Linked DNA regions of Mus musculus: region 2 is linked to region 1. The links are chromatin contacts, called in public HiChIP or PLAC-seq maps. All regions are on one chromosome and are shown on one strand. The core of a region is the stretch at or near the end of the contact, and the rest is flanking DNA. Distances in the headings are between cores, read along the strand shown. Region 1 holds the start of Zfp558 (zinc finger protein 558). Region 2 has its middle 33 kb from the start of Olfr24.

Region 1 (5,019 bases), core at 720-3,219:
CAGGGCTACACAGAGAAACCCTGTCTCAAAAAAACCAAAAAAAAAAAAAAAAAAAAAAACCAAACAAAAAAACCCAATGTCTTTAGTGTCTTTTTTCTTAGAATGTACACTCCATGACAGGACAAAAATCTGTTTTGGGCTTCATGCATTAGACCAGGGTCCAGCTCATGAAAGTGACCAACTATCCCAGATTGTCTGGACTTCTCTGAATCCTCAATGTCCTCTGCTCTAGAAAATTCTTCAGCCTTGAATAAAATGAGCGTCTTGATCATCCTAACCTGTGTAATAATGAATTTCATTACACAATTACCAAATATTCCTGTAATATAATTACAGGAAAGCTAAAATAAAAAAAAAACGCCATGAGTAGGAATGCACCTCAGTAGTAGAGCATCGGCCTAACTGGTGCACAACAAGTGTTTGGTCCCCAGATTTTCATAAAAGAAATCAAATACATACAGCTAATAAATACCTCCTGTATTACGAAAAAAATCATACTGCTATTTCAGAAATTCAGAATGCTCAATTCCTATTAGGAAGAAAGGTAGCGCTGGGTGGTGGTGGCGGCGGTGCACGCCTTTAATCCCAGCACTTGGGAGGCAGAGGCAGGCGGATTTCTGAGTTCGAGACCAGCCTGGTCTACAAAGTGAGTTCCAGGACAGCCAGGACTACAAAGAGAAACCCTGTCTCAGAAAAAAAAAAAAAAAAAGAAAGGAAGGAAGGAAGGAGACTACCTTGTTCTTTGATACTCTTCTAAATATTTTCAATCTTATAAACATCTAGTAGCTACTCAATTTTTAAAATTTCTGCTCCTAATGTAAGGACACTCAAGACATCATTTTCATATATGCCTTTGTATTCTAAAACGTCATGACAATTTGCAGGTTTTTAGGAGTCACATGGAATGCGCTTGAAGAGTGCCACTGAGTACTTCTAACATTTACTTCAGACTTGTAAGTACTAAAAATAGACACAAATATTTCATATATTTGTACTTAATATAATATTCTGAAAATTTTGGTATAAGTATACAAAAAATTCTGCATTTATATGCTTATTCATGGCTAATTACTTTTATTTTGTGTAATTTGCATTTAACTATATTTACTTTTCACACACCTTTGTATCCATCCCTTGAATATAACCCATCAAATATTAATACAGCTTCTTGAGATAACCCTCATTTTAAACAGGTTGCAATCTTAGAATTACAACCTGTTACAAGCAGAAGAAAAGGAGTTCTACACTGCAGGATCAGGTGGAACCCCATTGTTTCATATTCCACATCGTACTCACCTGGTTACATGAAATTAATAGATTAATGAGGGCAGGTGGACATTCAGGCGTTTTCAACACAACATTGAGGGTCCAACACAAGTTTGAGTTTGCATGATGTTTTTCTTGTCTGGAAAATAAGGCACAAAGATTGATGAGTCCTTTTATGGAAAGCATTCAAACTGTGACAGAAAAAAACAAAACCTTTCATTGCCCCTCGCCACGTGTATCTACACAGTTAACGTGTAATAATAGCCCAGGTTTTGGCTGTGTAAAAGGAATTACCTAATATCTATGCAGGCACAAACTCAGCAGAAGCTGGAATGATGTGTCTATTCAATTGCTCAATGTATTGACTAGAGAGAGCTCTTTTGGTGATTTCCACGTGCAGTAAACGTAGAGGTCCTAAAGGTGATGGGGCTGAATGAACTTCACAGAGCTGGAAGGATTTCCACCCTCAGCACATGTGCTAATTCGCCCTGAACGCACCTTGCAGCTCAGGAGATAGAACAGGACCCGCTGGCTGACCATCCCTCAGCTCGCCTGCCACGCCCCCCTCTGTGAGAACAAAAAGCATTCCCAGGGCTGCGAGCTGGAAGAGCTCGGGTTTTATCGCTGGCTGCGGAAGCAGCCTGGGGCTTTCGGGAGGTAGCAGGAGTCCAGGGCCACTAGGCAGAGGGCGCTCCCGGCTGGCGCTCTTTCTCAACTCGACTAAAAACCCGTGTACACACACCGAGTCGCCCTTCCCAGCCGCCGAAGACGCCCACCCCAAGATCGACCACATCCGCTGCGCTGACTCCTCCTTCAGTTCCGCCCCGCGCTTCCACTTCCGGCCCTGAGCGCCGCCTCGAGGTTCACTTCCGCCCAAAAGTTTGTCCGGGTTTTAGGGCAGATTACACGTCTGTGGTCCCCTTCGTATTGTACGTGTTCTTCCCAGTTTGTTTAGTGACTGTGTACATAGTTGGATTTTGGGATAGGTCAGCTAAAGAGACCAGGGCGACCCTGGGAACTGTAAGAGGACGGACTATGGTAGAACCTGGAAGCGCAAGCTTGGGGGAGCTTGTGTAATAGCTGGGAAAAAGTTCTGAGGAAGTGGCTAGGGTGAGGATTAGTTCTGGGGCAGGTGGGCAGAGATAAAGTCATGAGTGAACGGAGTTGACAAGGGGTGGAGATTAGTTTCAGGGGTGGACATATGGAATAGTGTATGGTATGAAGTATGATTGCTACTGTCCCAAGGAATTTGAGAGGCTGGTTACTGGGATAGGAATATGGATGGGATGTTGTGAGTCCTGTGGTCCTACGGAATATAAAAGATCACCCCCAGGGGTGGAACTGGAGGTAACCCTCCTTGGATCATGTCAGAATGCCGTCTATGAAGTGAAAATGTGTAAGAAGAATTCTGACTGCCAGTGAGAGAGCCAGGCAAGAGTCCTGTGACCTCTAAGTACAAAATCGTTCTTGGAATGGGGATTCCTGTCCCTCCAGGGTGTAGTAAATAGGAACGGGTGTACTTCAGATTGTCTTACTAGTCAGAAGATGTCTTCAAGCACATGCTGTCCTTAGGACTGTATGCAGTTCTTAACCTGTGGGTCATGACCCCTTGTGGAGTAGGAGGTTAAATGACTTTCACTGAGATCTCCTAAGACTGTAAGAAAACAGGTATTTACATTACTATAACAATGGCAAAATTATCTGGGCAGTGCTGGTGCATTCCTTTAATCCCAGCACCTTGGGAGGCAGAGGAAGGCGGATTTCTGAGTTGGCTGCCAGCCTGGTCTACAGAGTGAGTGTCAGGACAGCCAGGGCTACACAGAGAAACCCTGTCTCGAAAAAACAAAACAAACAAACAAACAAAAAAAACCCACCAAACCAAACAAACAGAACAAAACAAAAACAAACAAACAAACAAAACAATGGCAAAATTATAGTCATGACGTAGCAACGAAAATAATTTTATGGTTGGTGGTCACCATAGCATGAGGAACTGTATTACAGGGTCACAGTTACATTAGGAAGGTAGAGAACCATTGATATACAGCTCATGGTAAACTCACGAGAACGGGTCTTGCCTTTGTGACTCTGTACAGCTTTAATTCGCATGAGCCTTTTTCTTTTCTTGATGAAAGGCATTCTAACAGGAAGATAAAGATTCCTGCTATGCTATTGGGTATATACTACAAGAAAAAAAAAGTCAGTGTTCTAATTTGATTTCTACTACTGTGATAGAACATTCTGGCAAAAAAAAAAAAAAAAGAAAAAAGAAAAGAAAAGAAAAGAAAAACAAGAAAGAAAACAAAAGCCCCCTGAGGAAGGAAGGAAGGAAGGGCATCCTAATCACAGTTCATCGCTGAGAGAAGTCTGGGCAGGAGAACTAAAACAGGAGATGTAGAGAACACTGCTTACTGTATTAAAACCTTAGGTTGTTTAGCTTACTTTCTCATACATCCCAAGATTTCTTCCTCAGAATAGCACTGCCCATGGTATAATGGATTCTCCCACATCAATTCTAATCATTAAAGTGCCCCACAGACTTGTCTTCAGGTCAGTCTCATGGAGACATTTTCTTTTTTTTTTAAAGATTTATTTATTATTATATCTAAGTACAATATAGCTGTCTTCAGATGCACCAGAAGAGGGTGTCAGATCTCATTATGGATGGTTATGAGCCACCATGTGGTTGCTGGGATTTGAACTCAGGACCTTCGGAAGAGCAGTCGGTGCTCTTAACCACTGAGCCATCTCTCCAGCCCCCGAGGCATTTTCTTTTTCTTTTTTTTTTTTTAGATGTAACATTTGTTATTTTATTGGAAAAAGCTGGTATTAACATATTTATAATTTTATTCAACGGTTGGGATAATTTGTGAGACACCGAAGAAAAAAAGAATGCACCTATGAGCCACAGAACCCCAAGTGACTGGGCCTGACTATGTTGCCAGCACGAAGATACCCAACACCCTCCAAGGGTATCACCCTCAGAGAAGAATCAAAGCAGAAGAAAACAAACTCAAAACCCCAACAATGTCGCAATGATTATGGGAAATGCCACATACTCGAGACCAGAGAACTTAAGCACAGTAAAGTGGCAAAAGGTTTTATGTTTACAGGTGACTCAAGCTTGTGTCAACGTGACAAAAAAACTACATTAGTTTGTTATAGATATATCTACATACTCAAGCTTATTACTTCTGTCTTCACAATAGCTATGCTCCAACCAGCCTATATGCCTGTTAATAAATTAATGGGTAAAATGTAGTAAATATACACAGTGGAATTCTATCTAGCCATAAAGAATATGTCATTTGCAGAAAAAAAGAACGATGAGGGGGAATTACTATACTAAATCATCATATTAAAAGAAACTAGTCTCAGAAAAATATTGTACGTGTTTTATCATAAATGGAATCTAGGGGGAAATATAGTAGGGAAATGTCATAAACATATTCCTTTGTGCAATTAACATATGTTAACTTAAAATGCATTTTCTTTATTGCATGTGTCTGCATGCAGAGGTCAGAGGATATTCCTCGGGACTCAGTTATTTCTCGCCTTACACCATTGTTAATGTCTAGTGCGTTGAGGAGTCCCAAATGAGGGTCACATTAATTAGGACCCAGGGGATGAACAGTGGTAGCACACCAATGCATAGTTTATTGAAAGTTTCAGCATCTTTTATACAGGAAGCAGAATTAAGATTTTCCCACACTTTCCAGTTTACACCAGGTGCTGTTTACCTAGAAATAGCTT
Region 2 (5,019 bases), core at 929-3,428, 250 kb after region 1:
CCATCTCCTCATACTGTGAGGTACAGTTCCTACCAATGAGGTGAGACAGTCATCACCTACCTGCATTAGGAATAAAAGGCAGAAGTCACTTGGCCACAAGTGCTGCTTGTTTGGCTGGTTTGGATTCTAGCACACAAGTTTTACAAAAATAATGTCCACATATTTTTTACAAAAAGAAAGTGTCTTGCTTGGTTACATTCATTTTGTGTTTCTTTGAGGCATAGTGCAGTTACTGTATTAGAACAGAATACTTCATTTTCTACTCTTAAATCCTTCCTTCTCTTTCCTCTCTTCATTCTTGTGTTACCTCTCCTGTATTTTCTATTCTGTGCTCCTTCATGCCTGGGTACTGAGCCTAGGGACTCATGCCTATTACAGAAGCAGTCTACCTTTTCTGGGAAAGTGAAAATGGTGTAGAGAGGAAGCAGGGCAGGGTTTCCTTAGAGGGCTGCTTCCTTTCTCATGGGAAAAGATGGAAAAGGTCTCCTCAGGAACAAATATCTGGGCTCATTCCTAATGGCCACGAGGATCATGATTCCACACTGAACTGCATCCCCAGGCCCTTGTCATCACCCTTTCTTCCAGTCATGGTATATTTGCCTCTGTGTCTCTTCCTCAATATTTCCCAGTCCCTGGCCTCCCTTACCTTTCCCCCAGTTTTTCCTCTTCTGCCTTTTGTTCTTTCTGCATTTTTTTCTTTGCCCACTTCACATAGAGTTGAATTATGTTTTCTCCTTTCTTGATTTCTTTCCTTCACTGCCTATCTCCAGTTATTTTTAATATTTGTTTCTCTCAAGATCTCACTCTCTCCAAGTTGTTCTTTCACCTGATTTTCTCCTCTCTATCATTCTCTCCCATTCCATCATATCCCCTGTTCTCTCCAGGATCTATTCACTTTCTCTTTTAGTCTCTGTAAATATCTCTCAACACCTCTCTTTCCCTTTTAAAATATTCCCTCTTGTCTTTTCCATCTTTCTGCTCCTTTTCTGCATCTCGTCCCTTTACCTCTCTAGCTAACCACTCTCCCATTTGCATGTTTTCTTTCATATAGATATCTTTGTTCCCCCTTCCCCTCTTTCTTCTCACTGTCTTTATCCTATACTGTGTTATCTTCTCTCCTCTCTTTCTTTCTTTTTCTTCCCTCTCCTCCCCTTTTTCTCTTCTGCACTGCTCTTTCATAACAAGCTTCCCTAGGCCTTGTGTGCTGTGGGAATCATCCTGTCTTGTGTACACCTTCTATTATTTGTCTCTGCTTCCACCGAAACTTGAGCCCTGAGGCACTGGAGGCCTGGACATTATAAAAGACTTCCTGGCAGCCTAGCTCTGACTGAACCCTAGCACAAACTGACACCCACTAATCCCTCCCAGACATGCCTGGTCACAGGGTCTGTTGGGCCTAGTTTATAACTCAGCCAGAAAATCAGCTTTATGTGAACCAAGGCCCTATGGGCCAGTGGTTTCCCGAGTTGGTCTCTGGAATGCCAGGGATATTTTTCATTGAGGACTGGTAGGTATCAGCAGAAGGTGAGGGGAGTCAACCAAAGTAGGCTCAGTTCAGTTTTGCCAGACTCCAGTTCTTCACAAACCTAAACGATATTGCACAGCAATTTGTCAGGCTTTTCCTAACTCAGAGGTTCCCTGACCAGACCCCCAAAGCCCTGTGAGGTTCTTACCCCCTCTCCAGGTCACGAAATTCTTGGAGCATTGAGAATCTACCATGGCTAACCGCCTTTAGAATACTCCTAGATCTTATAGCATAGGGATGGATGCTCCCTCCTAACATCTGGGCTCATTTTCTTCTTTCCCAAAATCCAGGTTCACCAGAGGCAGCAAAATAAGACACTCCACCAGTCATGCTTGTCACTTCAAACTTATACCATTTTTTAAGGGAAGCTCAAAAAGCTCCTTCTTAGTGGGTTTCAGCACAGGAAGCTCAATTATCTGCTCAAATCTGTCCATCGCACTCTGATAATGGCTATACCTCGCCCCAGTTTTGAAACTTTCAATTTTGAGGTTCTGACTGATCTAAACAACTTTCTCAAAGGAAACAGCAGAGGATCTGAGGAACACCCTCTCACCCCCTGTTCCCCAGCTCATTTTAACCTCTCATCCCTGCCATTCAGCTCTAGTTTCCATCCTGGCCTAGAGCCCAAATTTAACACAAAAGAAAACTGGAGATACAATCTACACTGGGTCCTAACGTCTGCCTGCCTGCCTGCCTGTCGGCCTGCTATTTCTGCTAGGTCTCGAGCACTCTCTCCTGATTTATGGGAGCTAGGGTGGTCTTTTTGTTGCTGGGGCTTATTTACTTCCCGCAGCTGTTTGCTTTTGTTTCTATGGTTCAATTTCCTGCTAGGCTTTTCAAGTGGTCTGTCCCCCCCACCCCTCATCTGCAGAAACACACAAACAGGGCATAGAGATGTAGATCACCCAGTGCAGTCCCAGGGACATGGGGATGTCTTTGTGTATAAAAAAAGTCATAGCCTGTTTTACATTACTAAGAAGTTCCCCCACCCCAATCCGGAAAGACTTTATGTACTTAAAAAAAGCTAAAAAAGCATAGCACTTCTAACACAGGCTTCTATTGTTTATGTTATGTTATGTTATGTTATGAGGCCTATGTACTTTAAAACAGCTAAGATGTAAACTACTTCTAATAGAAACTATTATTTATCATATCTCATGGTACAATCAGCTAAATAATTAAGTAATAAAATTGCTTATACTTAAAAATGACAGAAGAAACCCTCTGTCCAAAATTCCTCAGCAATAACTCCAACTTCATAGTTGTAATAGGGCTTCCTCAGCTAACTTCTGTTAGATGTTGTAAACATAAATTTTATAATGATTACGATGCAGAAACTTGACATGCTACACATGTAGCATGTTATAACAGTGGTCCTACAATTTCTGTAATGTTTACCGGGAGGATGGCAAGGCTAATGGTTTTACACTATTTACACAGGAAATAATTTGTAGCATCACACTGTGCATGTAATCTGGGTTCCGCCTTCTCTTGTTAAGGTAATGCTGCATGCCTTCTAAACTAAACAATGGCCATTGTCAGAACTTTGTGTCTGTTTAAACAATTACAACTGAACTGAACGAATTACAGTTAACGTTCTTTCAAATGAGGAGATAGACAAGATCATTAGCACTTCACTGAGTATCCTGGCATTCCTCCCTACTGGTTGTATGTAATTATGACCTAATTATGTAAGACCTCAAGGTTTTCTGAGTGTATAGGCTAAAACTTAAAAATGGCAAGGAAGTCCACCTGTATGTACAACAACAACAACAAAAACCCGTTATATATACTAAGTAAAGGCCCCAAATATTGCTTAATGCCTTTCATTAAATCTTTTCTTACAAAATATGATGATGAGTTTTATTTGTTACTCTTATGTCTCATGGTATTTTTGAAAAATTAAAAAAATATATGAAACTGGGATGGGTAGGTGTGTGAGGGGGTAGGTGGGATGGGAGGGAGAGCACCCTCTCAGAGGCAATGGGGAGGGGAAGGGGGGTGGAAAACTCTTGGAGGGGGCACTGGTAAGGAGGACAACATTTTGATTGAAAATAAATAAAACAATTTAAAAATGTATAAGGAAGTTAGAATGGATAAATGCAATTATGAGTATAAAACTCTGTAAATACTCATTTCTGCTTAATATAAAACCTGCAACATTGACAAAAATGTTAGTAGTCAAAAATGTATGTACAAGTAAACTAACTTGCTGCAACATAGCTCATATTAATTCCTAAGGTACAATGGTCAATTTATGTTATCAAAATCTCACTTAAAGATGTATATTTAATCACTTATATTTCTGCATTTGTTAAATGCTAGGTACTAAAATAAACAAACAAACAACAAGCTAGAGGCAAATAAAAACTGATATTTTGTAAGAGCACACTGTAAAAGGATATGTGCTGTATTAATGACTTAAAGTTTATTTTCATACTAAAAGAGCTTCAATTCAAAATTATAATTGTTAAGACTCAAACTTAATGGAGATAAAATTATGAAATCTCATTCTATAAGAATGTTACTTATTGTAAAAGTTAAAGATAATTAAAACATGAAATAATGATCAGCCAGCTTATACATGATCAAGTTCTTTAATGTGCTCAGAACTGTATATGTAGTCATGGTAAGTACAAATGTAATTCATTTATAGAAACAGATTGAAGAATGAGACCAATATAGAGTTCCTATTATAGAATCTTTTGTATATGTTGTGAAAGTTAAGCTTTCTACATTAATGATGTAAAATAAAATTGTGGTAAAATGCATAAGGTGTACTATTGACTTTGTCAACCACTTTTAACTGTGTGGCACAGGGGTAGTAAGAGTGTTCAGAGGGTTGCATAGCTATTCCTGCCCATCCCAATTCTTTCTCCTTTTCCCAAAATAAAGTGCTATCCATTCTACATGCCAATTCCTGGGATAATTTGATACACTCTGAACTCAAATCTGTAGCTAGATATTACTAAGCATGCCTTGAGTACTCCTTCTTTTGCCTTTTTTTCTGACATGTAAACTAAAAAAGTGTGATTTCTCTGTCTTCTTTCAAACACCCAAGAAGACGTCCAGCTCTCTTCCTGCACAACTGTTTTTCTTTCAAATTCTGTAAAATTGTTCTTCAAGCTTCAATATGAGTGTTTTTATTTTTAAATTCTTTTTATTAGTGAAACTAAGAACCCAAAACAGTGAACCTTAGTTTCCCCAGCAACAATTCTACTCTCTATGGTTCTGACCATCCTAGAAACCTCTCTTGTACAGAATCTGGTAGTGTGTCTGCCTTTTCCCTGAAGATCCTGTCAAAGTTCATTCATATCCTACTGTGTGGTTTTCTTTCTAATAATAGGTGAGATTTTTCTGTATGGATCTGTTACATATTGTCTGTCTATCCATCTTTCAAATGTCTCTTGGTGGCTGGTATAGAGTGAGTATGTAGATCAGTTGATAGAGTGCCTATAAAACGTGGCTAATACCCTTGGTTCTAACACAAAAAT

What was found. HiChIP or PLAC-seq counts read pairs in DNA pulled down with a chosen protein or histone mark.
Region 2: an H3K27ac HiChIP or PLAC-seq map of embryonic stem cells shows a contact between it and region 1, with 3 times the contacts expected there. The contact joins the enhancer-like site here to the promoter of Zfp558 in region 1. A contact is called at or near these places in 6 of 39 promoter capture datasets (the HPC-7 cell line, cranial neural crest, embryonic stem cells and 1 more), 1 of 484 Hi-C or Micro-C datasets (embryonic stem cells), 8 of 115 datasets of contacts at active chromatin or transcription factors (all in embryonic stem cells) and 1 of 9 other capture datasets (adipose tissue).

The regions. Positions count from the first base shown.
Region 1 is chr9:18,471,590-18,476,608 of GRCm38.p6, forward strand. It overlaps Zfp558 (zinc finger protein 558), which reads right to left and starts at 1,970. Exons shown (of 8, transcript NM_028935.1): 1 at 1,765-1,970; 2 at 1,297-1,405.
Region 2 is chr9:18,719,838-18,724,856 of GRCm38.p6, forward strand. No RefSeq gene overlaps it. Among named protein-coding and RNA genes, the nearest start is that of Olfr24, 33 kb to the right of the region's middle. Within about 2 kb of position 2,179, at least 50 of the 459 cell types and tissues checked have an H3K27ac peak or open chromatin away from gene starts, as enhancers often do. A contact at or near this core is called in embryonic stem cells, where this site is marked.